Linked DNA regions of Macaca mulatta: region 2 is linked to region 1. A link is a contact called in public Hi-C data. All regions are on one chromosome and are shown on one strand. Each heading gives the region's core, a stretch centred on a gene start, on an enhancer-like site or on the middle of the called end of the contact. The rest is flanking DNA. Distances are from core to core; before and after follow the strand shown. Region 1 overlaps TTC1 (tetratricopeptide repeat domain 1). Region 2 holds the start of FAM200C (family with sequence similarity 200 member C).

What was found. A called contact is a pair of places that touch in the nucleus more often than the background predicts.
Region 2: a contact with region 1 is called in a Hi-C map of fetal cortical plate, with 2.0 times the contacts expected there. The contact joins the promoter of FAM200C here to the enhancer-like site in region 1. A contact is called at or near these places in 2 of 14 Hi-C or Micro-C datasets (fetal cortical plate and fibroblasts).

The regions. Positions count from the first base shown.
Region 1 is chr6:168,889,741-168,895,146 of T2T-MMU8v2.0, forward strand. TTC1 (tetratricopeptide repeat domain 1) reads left to right here. Exons shown (of 7, transcript NM_001266114.1): 2 at 3,953-4,013. Among named protein-coding and RNA genes, the nearest start is that of TTC1, 23 kb to the left of the region's middle. Within about 2 kb of position 3,136, at least 1 of the 40 cell types and tissues checked has an H3K27ac peak or open chromatin away from gene starts, as enhancers often do. A contact at or near this core is called in fetal cortical plate, where this site is marked.
Region 2 is chr6:169,254,208-169,259,796 of T2T-MMU8v2.0, forward strand. It overlaps FAM200C (family with sequence similarity 200 member C), which reads right to left and starts at 3,764. Exons shown (of 2, transcript XM_001084430.5): 1 at 3,354-3,764.

The DNA.
Region 1 (5,406 bases), core at 1,886-4,385:
AGCTGGGAAATAGTTCAACTTGCTCCTCAAAGTGCTATTTTTAGCTGTTTCCAAGGAGATGTTCAGCATGATACTGATAATTGCATTACTCTTAATTTGCACAGTCTGTGGAGAGGGAAGCAGCAGTTCTTTTTCAGTGTTTACTACTCAGTGGGCCATTGGGTTGTGAGTTATCAGTTGAAACAATGGGATACCTTACTTAGAGTAATTGACCTCAGCTCACACCTATAATCCTGGAACTTTGGGAGGCCAAGGCAGGCAAGTCATTTGAGGCCTGGAGTTTAAGACCAGCCTGGGCAACATGGTGAAACCCCATCTCTACTAAAAATACAAAAAATTAGGCAGGTGTGGTAGCGCATGCCTGTAAACTCAGCTACTCAGGAGGCTGAGGCACGAGAATCACTTGAACCTGGGAGGTGGAGGTTGCAGTGAGCCAAGATCACACCACTGCACTCTAGACTGGGTGATGGAGTGAGAGTCTGTCTCAAAAAATAATAATAATAATAACCTCAGAATTACATTCTGGAGCCTTTCGCTTGGCTAGGTCAACTTTCAGTCCTTCAAGTTAGAAAGACAAGATGAGGGCTGGGCACACTGGCTCACACCTATAATCCCAACACACTGGGAGGCTGATGTGAGAAGACTGCTTGAGCCCAGGAGTTTAAGACCAACCTGGCCAACACAGTGAGACCCCATCTCTACTAAAAACAGAAAAAAATTACCTAGGGGCAGGCAGTGGTGCTTGCTTATAGTCCCAGCTACTCAGAAGGATTGCTTGAGCCCAGGAGTTCAAGGTTACAGTAAACTCTTATGGTGCCACTGCACTCCAGCCTGGACAACAGAAGGAGACCCTGTCTCTGAAAATAAAAATAAAGACACGGTGAGTATTTCTCAAGCTGGCTGCTCCGGCTGGCCCTCAGCACTAATTCCTTTCTGAATACTTGGGTCTTGGCTTTGCCCATTGGGAACTTGATGTTATAAATTTCCCAAAGAATGATTGGTCTCCTGAAACATGAATACACATACTACACGCTTACTTCACAAGAGCCTGATCTGGCAGTCTGATTGATTCATCTGTGTCATAGAAGATTCCTAATGAGTTGGCTCAGAAGAGAAGATTATAGATCAGAAAGTAGCTTAAGATTTACAGTTAATGCTAAAGAAATTGAAAACTCCTAAAGGATGGGCATTAAGCTCTAGTAACTTGATGATTTAACCCCTCTATGAAGAATTTGTTTCTTAAATAACTGTTAACTGAATTTGTTATGTTGTCTTCGCTCACCAGCATCCAATACCCCTTCCTATTTGGAGGAATTCTCTTGTGTTGTGATCTTATTGAGTGGCAGTACCCCATGTCTCTCACTTCATGCTCTGACAACCAAGGCTTGTGATCGATGCTTCATATATTAGATGCTTCTGACCAAGACCTTGAATCTAGATTGAGTGAAGCAAAGAAAATGGAATGGTTAGAGTTGATTTGCTACCATCGCAGCCCTGTCCTGGCAAGTCTTTCACTAAAAGACACTCATGCATTCTGCTTCTGCTTCTTGACAGAGCCTTCCTGAGTTCTACTTGCTTTCTTTTTTTTTTTTTTTTTTGAGACGAGTCTTACTCTGTCGCCAGGCTGGAGTGCAGTGGCACGACTTTAGCTCACTCCAACGTCCGCCTCCCAGGTTCAAGCAATTCTCCTGCCTCAGCCTCCTGAGTAGCTGGGACTACAGGCATGCGCCACCACATCCAGCTGCTTTTTTTTTTTTTTTTTTTTTTGTATTTTTAGTAGAGACGGGGTTTCACCATGTTGGTGAGAATGGTCTCGATCTCTTGACCTCATGATCCGCCCTAGTCTCCCAAAGTACTGGAATTACAGGCGTGAGCCACCATGCCCAGCCGAGCTCTACCTGCTTTCTAAGCCCATTCTTTAAGCTTCCCATTGATTCTGTGAGCGCTGATGTCTTTCCAGTGAGCCTGCCCCCTAAAGTTTTTTGCTTAAGATAGTCTTTTGCTTGCATCCAATAACCCTAATCAATACAGTAGAGATCATTACAATCCAAGCATCTTTCTTATGGGTAGTACTAGGTAAATATGGCCATGTTCTTATATTTTATTTTTTTCTGAATTCCTTTAGAATAGCCCTTCCCTCAGATACATTATATCTTAAAATGAATTTTTATGTGTATCTGCTATGTGTCTGGCACATAGTACGTACCATAAAAATTAGATTCACTCTATACTTACCTTTTAGTTTCTTCATTGAGATTCGTCAAGTGCTGTGTTTAATCCGCAGTGTAATAAGAAGACATTTGGGAAATACCCAGTCTCATCAATAGCATATTGACAAATCTTTTCCAGAGAAAGAATATTTTTACTTTGGTTCCTGTATTAGTCCGTTTTCACACTGCTATTAAGAATTGCCTGAGACTGGGTGATTTATAAACAAAAGAGGTTGAATTGACTCACAGTTCCACATGACTGCAAAGGCCTCAGGAAACTTACAATCATGGAGGAAAGTGAAGGGGAAGCTGATGGTTTTAAAGTGTGGCACTTGAAAAATCAGTTCTCATGAGAGTGAACTCACTATCATGCGAACAACATGGGAGAACCCCGCCATGATCCAGGGTCCATCCCTCGACCCGTGGGGATATTTGGGTAGGGACACAGACCATATCAGTTCCTAATGCTAAAAAGACCAGTTGTTTAGGTTCCAGGCTTCTCTTGTGCATGAAATACCCTGCTCACTGTATTTCCTCCCTTTGAGATTACTTAGTCAGAAGCTTCAAGAAGGAAGATAGAACTCAGCACAGTGGTGTGCACCTATAGTCCCACCTACTCAGGAAGCTGAGGCAGGAGGATCACTTGAGCCCAAGAGTTCAAGGTTATAGTGTGTGTTGATCACATCTGTGAATAGCCACTGCACTCTAGCCTGGGCAACATAGCGAGACCCTATCTCTTTAAAAAATAAAAAGGGGGGACTTTGGGAGGATTCTCTGTTTTTGGGGGTTTTGTTGTTTTTATTTTAAAGCACTGTCAAAAGGTGGCAGGCAGGCAGACTCTTCTGGTTTGGCTTGTGCCAGTTATATTGTTAAGATGTTCCAGAAGAAAGTGCACACGCTCAGCATGCGCCTACTTGGCTTTGGAGGAAAATATTCTCTCAGCCTTTGTATATGATGAGTTTTTGGCCATCTGTGTGAGTTTCTGTGTTGTTTGAATAAGCTAAGAAAAGACAGACTAATTTATTTAGGTTTCTTCACATTTTCCTGTGTTAACCTGCTAACAGTATACTGCCCTAACCCTACAGACATGGCTTGTCCCCGCGAATGTGCTCTCCTAGCATACTGTGTCTCCTTCATGACACAAACCATGAAGGGTTCTTATATTTATAAGGATTAAAGTACTTATTTCACAGAAAATAATAGCTTATTTTTTATTGAGCCCTTATTTGCTAGTCACTGTATGAGCAGCTTTACATATATTATTACATTAATCCATTAAACAGTAGTCCATAATACTATTAAGGCTTCATTTTTTAAATGAAGAGACTAAGGCTCAGAAAGATTCTGAAACTTGTCCAAGGTCACATAACTAGTAAGTACTGGAAGCTAGAATTTGAATTTACACTGGTATGTACACCAGTGGGTATGTTATTTAGTTTCATTTCTGAGTAAGTAGAAATTAAGTGATACTATAATTATCATTCCGTGCAAAAGCCAGAAACATAGAAAGCAAGGGACATGCCAAGAAAACCTACGTTTTTTTGTTTTAAACATCAAGAATGAAATTGATGGTCATGTGTTTTTTTTTCCTCTAACACTGTACAAGGTTTTAGTGAAACCGATCCAGTTCTCAAAAGTCAGACTGTTGCCTATTAAATAGGCTTGTGTGTAAAGAAAGCTCACCTTTTTGTTCACTTATAATAATATTGTGAGAAATTATGTAATTCTCCGATCTCTTTCAGAAAAGAAGAGAAGAGAGCACTAGACTAAAGGAGGAGGGAAATGAACAGTTTAAGAAAGGAGGTAAGATAACTTTCAGCACTGATAATCTGGTCATCTTGACTCTTCATCCTGTTATAGAGTCTGTGAAGAAATCCCAAAGAACATTTGAAGAAACCCCAAAACCAAACTTCACAATACAGTGTTCCTTCCCAGTACCTTGGCATTTTGGATTTTTAACCAGGCCAAATTATTCATCTGATGGTGACAAGTTACCATTTGTCTCTTGGCACATGCATGGTCCTTCTGTAATCCACTATCCGTTAATCTAGAATCAAGGGTGAAACTCTTGAGCTCATGCTTTGGAAAACACTAACCTGGAATGTTAAAAGGTTATGTGCTGCATTGCTGTAAAAGCAGAGTCCCCGCTCCTCACCTGCTGTGGGGCTGTAAAAGCAGGCCTGACTGCTCTGGTACGGCCTAGGGCTGCCTGTCCTTTGGTTGCTCCTGCTTGCTTTCTTTTTTTAAATTCTCCAAACTGCTTCAGAAGGGTTGCTCTTTCATGTGCCATTTTCTTTGGATGCCTTAAGTAGAGAGATTCTTCATGTCCTGCGTTTTCTACATTTGCTTAGAAATAAGTTGGTGGGGTTCATTCTGATAATTTGGGGTAACTAGTTGATCTTAGAGCAAAAGTCTTCTGTCACATCTCAAAGTATATATCCATCAGAAATCTAGGTGTGTTAAGATTTTTCCCCAGTTATTTTCAGGTTTTTTATTTTTTTCTTTTTTTCCCCAAAAGTTACCCTATTATCTGATTTCAGATTTTAATTTTTTTTCTTCTATTTCCTGGTTTAGTAATCATTAATATTTTTTTCTAATAGAATAAATACTTCTAATTTTGAAAGCATATTTTTTGTATGTTAATATTAAATATTTCAAACCTGAGAAAGGAGTACATAGGCAATTTTCTGTTAGTATCCTGACCATAATTCTCTTTTTCGCCATTTTCTCTTTTAAGGTCTTGATTTAAATATTGATTTTTACATTGTTCCTTTTAGCTCTATCAAATGTCTCTCTTCAAACATTTCACAGATGCCGTTTTAGCCAGGTTGACTGTATGAAAGCACAACAGATTTAATTAAAACAAATATACTTTTTTTCTTTATCTCAGGCCATGGATCCCAGAGTTTAGTCTCTTTCCTCTCTCTAGTTCTCTAACCTCCTTTGAAAACTCCTTTCTGAATTGCCCAGCCAAATGAAAACTGAATATTGAGGGAATGCCAGGACTCCTGAGTATTGAGGGCTTGTCGCTGACAGCATGTTCAGCTGTCAGTTCACCAAGCACAGTCTGTGAGGTTGGCACAAGTGAGCACTGTTCCTTTAAAGAGAGAAGAAAGGAGGAAGTGATTTTTACTGCCCCGGACTTAATAGACTATGACCATCTTTTAACTCGAAACCTTCATCCTATGAATGGAAA
Region 2 (5,589 bases), core at 2,514-5,013, 370 kb after region 1:
ACCCTTGATGCAAAAGTAGGCTACAAATTGGCTCAGAGTTTCCTTACTGCTAAGTGTAACACACTATTGGTCCATGATTCATACTCTCCACATAAAAAAGCAAAATGGCTGGGCGTGGTAGCTCATGCGTGTAATCCCAGCACTTTAGGAGGCTGAGGTGGGTGGACTGCCTGAGCTCAGGAGTTTGAGACCAGCCTGGGCAATATGGTGAAACCCCATCTCTACTAAAAATACAAAAAATTAGCTGGCCATGGTGGCATACGCCTGTAGTCCCAGCTACCAAGCCAAGATCATGCCACTGCACTCCAGCCTGGGCGACAGAGCAAGTCTCCGTCAAAAAAAAAAAAAAAAATTAATTAATTAAAAAAAAAATAAAAGAAAAGCAAAACAACTTGTTCAGGGGAAACACAACTATTCTTCTTACCGAGACTTCAGCAAAATCCCTCTCATATGAGAACACCCTTAAGTACAATAAGGAATTTCATGATGCTTTTCCACCTAAATACCTCTAAGTGAAGGCAGTCGTGAACACACACACACACACACACACACACACACACACACACACACAGACACACACAGCAGCATTCCTAAGGTTTGGTTTAACCCAAAGACAGGACGTAGAAGGCCCTACCCATAGAGATTCTGATTCTCTAGCTATGGAGTGGGGGCCTAGAATCTATATTCTAAATAAGTATTTTAGGTAATTCTTATAAATAGTAACTAGAACAGTGATCTGTGACAAGAGATACCATATCATCACAATCACTGGGAAACTCTTTGAAACTATACATGTCCCTGCACTACCTTAGAACTAATACATCATCTTCTCCAGAAGCAGAACAAAAGAATATGGGGAAATAATGTTGTTCAGGCAATCCTGAAACACATCCTGGTTAGGTAGTCAGATTTAGGGGAATGAAAACATATCCTTCAAACCAATCCTTAGCTAACAAATATTCTAGGTGTCTAAGTGAATGGTCCCAATGCTTGAATAGATATTTAAATTTTCTACGTTTTCTGAGCTGATGACATCCTCCTATGAAAGTTGAAACCTAAAATGAAAACCATGTCTTTTCTCTTTCTGTCTCTTTAGCAATGAGTAAAGGCATAATCCACAGGTAGGCTCAAATAGACCTTAGAAAACATTCTATCTCCAAGATAAATAAGTGATCCCCAAAGTTTCCGAAGTTCTGTGCCAGAGAATGTGGCTGAAATAAAGTAACAGGTATACATTTAAATCCGAATGCCCACTTTGGCCATTAAAAGAAAAATCACAAGCCAAGAATATCTACTTAAAGCATTAGCTTTCAAGTGGATCTACCAAGATGAACTAGTTGTAAAGTGTACTCCAATAAAATAAGTTGATCTGTTACACGGTTGTTATGAGCCTGTTAAACTGGAGGATATCTGCCAATCAAAAAAGGCAACCCGAAGTTTAAAGAGCTGATCTTAAGCCTTCATTTGTCAAGTAATGAGACTACATGACTACTTTTGCTTAGAACCACTTCTAATTAATGACAATAAAATTATGACATTACCATAAAATGCTTATTTTTCTGTATTCTATTAATGTATATTTATCATGTAATATTTGGGGAGGCAGAGGGAATAGAGGAAAATGTTTTTAGTCACATTAGAAATCTTTACAAGAGGGGCCTGGTGTGGTGACTCGTGCCTGTAATCTCAGCACTTTGGGAGGCCAAGGTGGGTGGATCACTTGAGGTCAGGAGTTCCAGACCAGCCTGGCCAACATAGTGAAACTCTGTCTCTAATAAAAATACAAAAATTAGCTGGGTGTGGTGGCGCATGCCTGTAATCCCAGCTACTTGGGAGGCTGAGGCAGGAGAATCGCTTGAACCCAGGGGGCAGAGGTTGCAGTGAGCTGAGATCACGCCACTGCACTCCAGCCTAAGGACAGCCAGACTCTGTCTCAAAAAAAAGGCTGGGCATGGTGGCTCATGTCCATAATTCCAGCACTTTGGGAGGCTGAGGAGGGCGGGTCACCTGATCTCAGGAGTTCAAGACTGGCCTGGCCAACTTGGTGAAAACTCGTCTACTAAAAATACAAAAATTAGCTGTGCATGGTGGTGGGTGCCTGTACTCCCAGCTACTGGAGAGGCTGACGCAGGAGAATCGCTTGATCTGGGAGGCAGAGGTTGCAGTGTGCTGAGATGACGCCACCGCACTCTCCAGACTGGGTGAGAGTGAGACTGTCTCAAAAACAAAACAGAACAAACCAGAAATCATTACAAGATCTGTTAAGAGGCCATTTCCTATCCACCTTGACTATGTCTCTCAAGTATATTTTAATTTAAAATTTATCTGTTTTGAACAAAAGTTTTAGGAAAATCAATTTATGGTATTCTTCTCCATCCCCCTGAAAAAGGGAGAATAAGTGGCAAGAATTTTCCAGAGCCTCAAAGATGAACTTACTGCCCAAGAGGCTTGTTTTAGAATCTCACAATTTGTACTTGCGCTTTTTGTGGTATTTAGGAATTACAATATCCTAAAAAATGTAAACATTAAAAAGCATCATCATCATAATGAGATATTGTTAAACAGGCATGATAATGGTATTGTGGTTGTGTTTTTAAAAAGTCCTCATGTGTTCGACACGATTACTTACAAGTGAAATAAGATGTCTGGGATTCCTTTGAAATACTATACTTCAGCACACTCACAAACATGCACAAAGCGGGGTGGAGATAAAAGAAATGACTGGCCTTAAGTTGGTAACTCTTGAAGCTGGATGATGGGTACACATCATTACACCATTCGATTTTTATGTATTTCGGAAACTTTCCATAATAAAAAAAGCATTATCTTAAGATAGATAGATATCACTCATTTTAAGAATGATTCTTTTGAGAGATTATCTTCAGAGGCTTAATGAAAGATCTGATATCACAAAGTAAAATGTTTTGGCAAGTTTATGAAGGGTAGATATGAAAAAGTATTACAATTGAGAAAAATCAGTTAAAAGTGAACACTCACAAAACATTTAGGGAATGCTAATACACACACACACACACACACACACATATATATATATTCATTCCAGCAGTGAAAACACCAAAGTGCAGTTGTAAACCTGAAACTCCAAACCAAATACAATTCAACTTCTATCCAGCCACTGAGTATGCAAGATCATGGTAGGCGCAGGTGTTTGGGGAGGCAGAGCATTTAAGCATTACATTTTGCAGTTAAAATTAATAGCCAGGAGAAAGGGGGCAGGAACTTGGTGGCTGGGCAGACGCTCCAGGGGCAAACGCCTGGGATCGTGGCTTTGTCACTTACAGGCTGGGACCTTTCCAAGCTTCAGTTCCTCCAGAGGGGATAACAGTACCTACCTTACGGGGTTGTTGGGAGGTTTAATTATAAGAATGCATGCAAATAACAAGCAGCTCTTAATTGATAGGACCTGATGGTGTTACTGTTAAGGACGGAGATTTTTACACCCTCCAGGGTGAGATAGGAACGCCAGCGGCTAGGAAAAAAAAAAAAGAAAAAGACTCAGTGCTGTCTCCGCCCGCCCGTCTCCGAGCCTGAGGCGCAGGCCCATGGGATGCTCGGGCTTCTTTTAGGCGCCTGTTTCAGGCTCCAGTTCCGCTCTCCGCTCAGCCTAGGGTCCAGCCTCTGGCCGTCAGAACCAGTAGAGACGGCGATTCCTCAGGTCTGACCCCCCAGCAGGAATCTGCGGTGCGCCTGCAGAGACGAGCATCCGCAACAACCTCCGCCTCAGCCAGGCCCGAGTTCCATCCGGGTTCTCCAGGGTGCTTCCCGCCCGTAAACTGGGCGAGGCGTCTCCCACACGCAGGCGCAGTAGCAAAGGGCTGTGGGATGGGCTGGCGGGCTTGAGTACTGAGCATGCGCGCTGGCCCTCCCCCTTTCTTTGAGGTTGTGTACGTGGAACACAAAATCGTTTGTTTATTGTGTCTGCCAGAGAGGATGAACCGTACAATTTCAGGAATGGAAGGGGCTACAAACTACACATAGTTCTTTTTAACATGCAGAGCACTGAAACTTTTATATTGTGTTGGGCTTTGAGCTTGGAGATGATAAAACGCTTGATAATTACCATGTTCCATGTGGAATAAATGAGAGAAAAAGAGAAGGAAGCTCATTGTAATCTCAGATTAGACATTTCAGCAGTGGAGGATGAGCTTCCATAGCTTGTGTACTGTTGTCCATGCAGGGTGATCCCCCCGCCTTTCCTTAAGTGGGAACATGGGGATGAATTTCCTTATCATCATCCATCTCAGAGGAAAGATTTTTATTTAAAATTCTTTCAACAACATGATTTCAAAGAAATAAACCCATATTAGAGAGGTTTTAGGGAAAAATCCCAAGTAGAGACTAGGAAACGTTGTTGAAAGAAGTAAACCGGAATATAGCCCTTTCCTGTTTGGGGGTCTTTCCAGAATTCTTATAAACTTAAATGAGTTTACTCATTTTTGTACAATATTGTTAGAAGCATTCTATAAGGCTAGTGTGTGTGAGGAGTGGTGGGGCGTCAAAGAACGTGGGCCAGATACATCATTTTCAGGTGCTGAGGGTGAGCCTGGTAAATATTGAGGGGCTGCATAAGTTTTTGTGGATGCAAGAAACTGCTATAAGACCAGCCTTGTTGGTCAAGAAACTAGGGCCTTAAATACTAGAGAAGGGGATAGGCTTCAGAATCCGAGACAGCTAGCTTCATGTCCTGACTCCAATACTTACAACGGTTAGGATTTGTGCAGATTACTTGGAGTTAATTCCATGTGCTTTTTGTAAAATTGATAGATCATCCATTACCCCATGAAGTTCTTTTGAGGAAGGAGGTAACATTATGACAATTACAGTACATAATTCTCGAAAAGGCAGCTATAATTGAGATAATAAAATCAAAGCTCAATCTGAATAATGTCCTAGGCATTACGATTTTGAGACAGGGTCTCATTCTGTTGCCCAGGCTGGAGTGCAGTGGTGCAATCTCTGCTCACTGCAACCTCCACCTCCCGGGTTCAAGCAATTCTCATGCCTCAGCCTCCTGAGTAGCTGGGATTATAGGTGTGTGCCACCATGCCCAACTAATTTTTGTATTTTTAATAGAGATGGGGTTCCGCTATGTTGGCCAGGCTGGCTGGGCATTACTTTTCGAAAATAAAACAGAAGACATGATTCTGGATATTATAGAATTCTTCCTAAATCAAAGTAAACTAGGCCTCATAGAAGAGGGAAAGAGGTACAGAAAGGTTAGGTGACAGGATGCTGAAATTTTCTTAAACTCACAGAAGCTAATCCAGGTTCCCCTCCCTGTCCCATAAACAACTTTTCTGCCAAATATTAGATATAATGCTACAAACCACGCACAGTTACATATTGTCATTTATTTATCTTTAACAAAAGATAAAATACAAAGCAGACACAACAATGTCAGCCTTTATGTTGAACCACCCTGTTTGGATAGGAAAATGAACCTTTTTTTGCATTCTTGAAGTAAATAAGAATTAAATCTATTTGCATTGTTGTTTAATTTCATACCAATCTAAAGCTAGACACTATGTATATCCAAAGTACTTGACAATTTGACTCAGTTACTCTCAC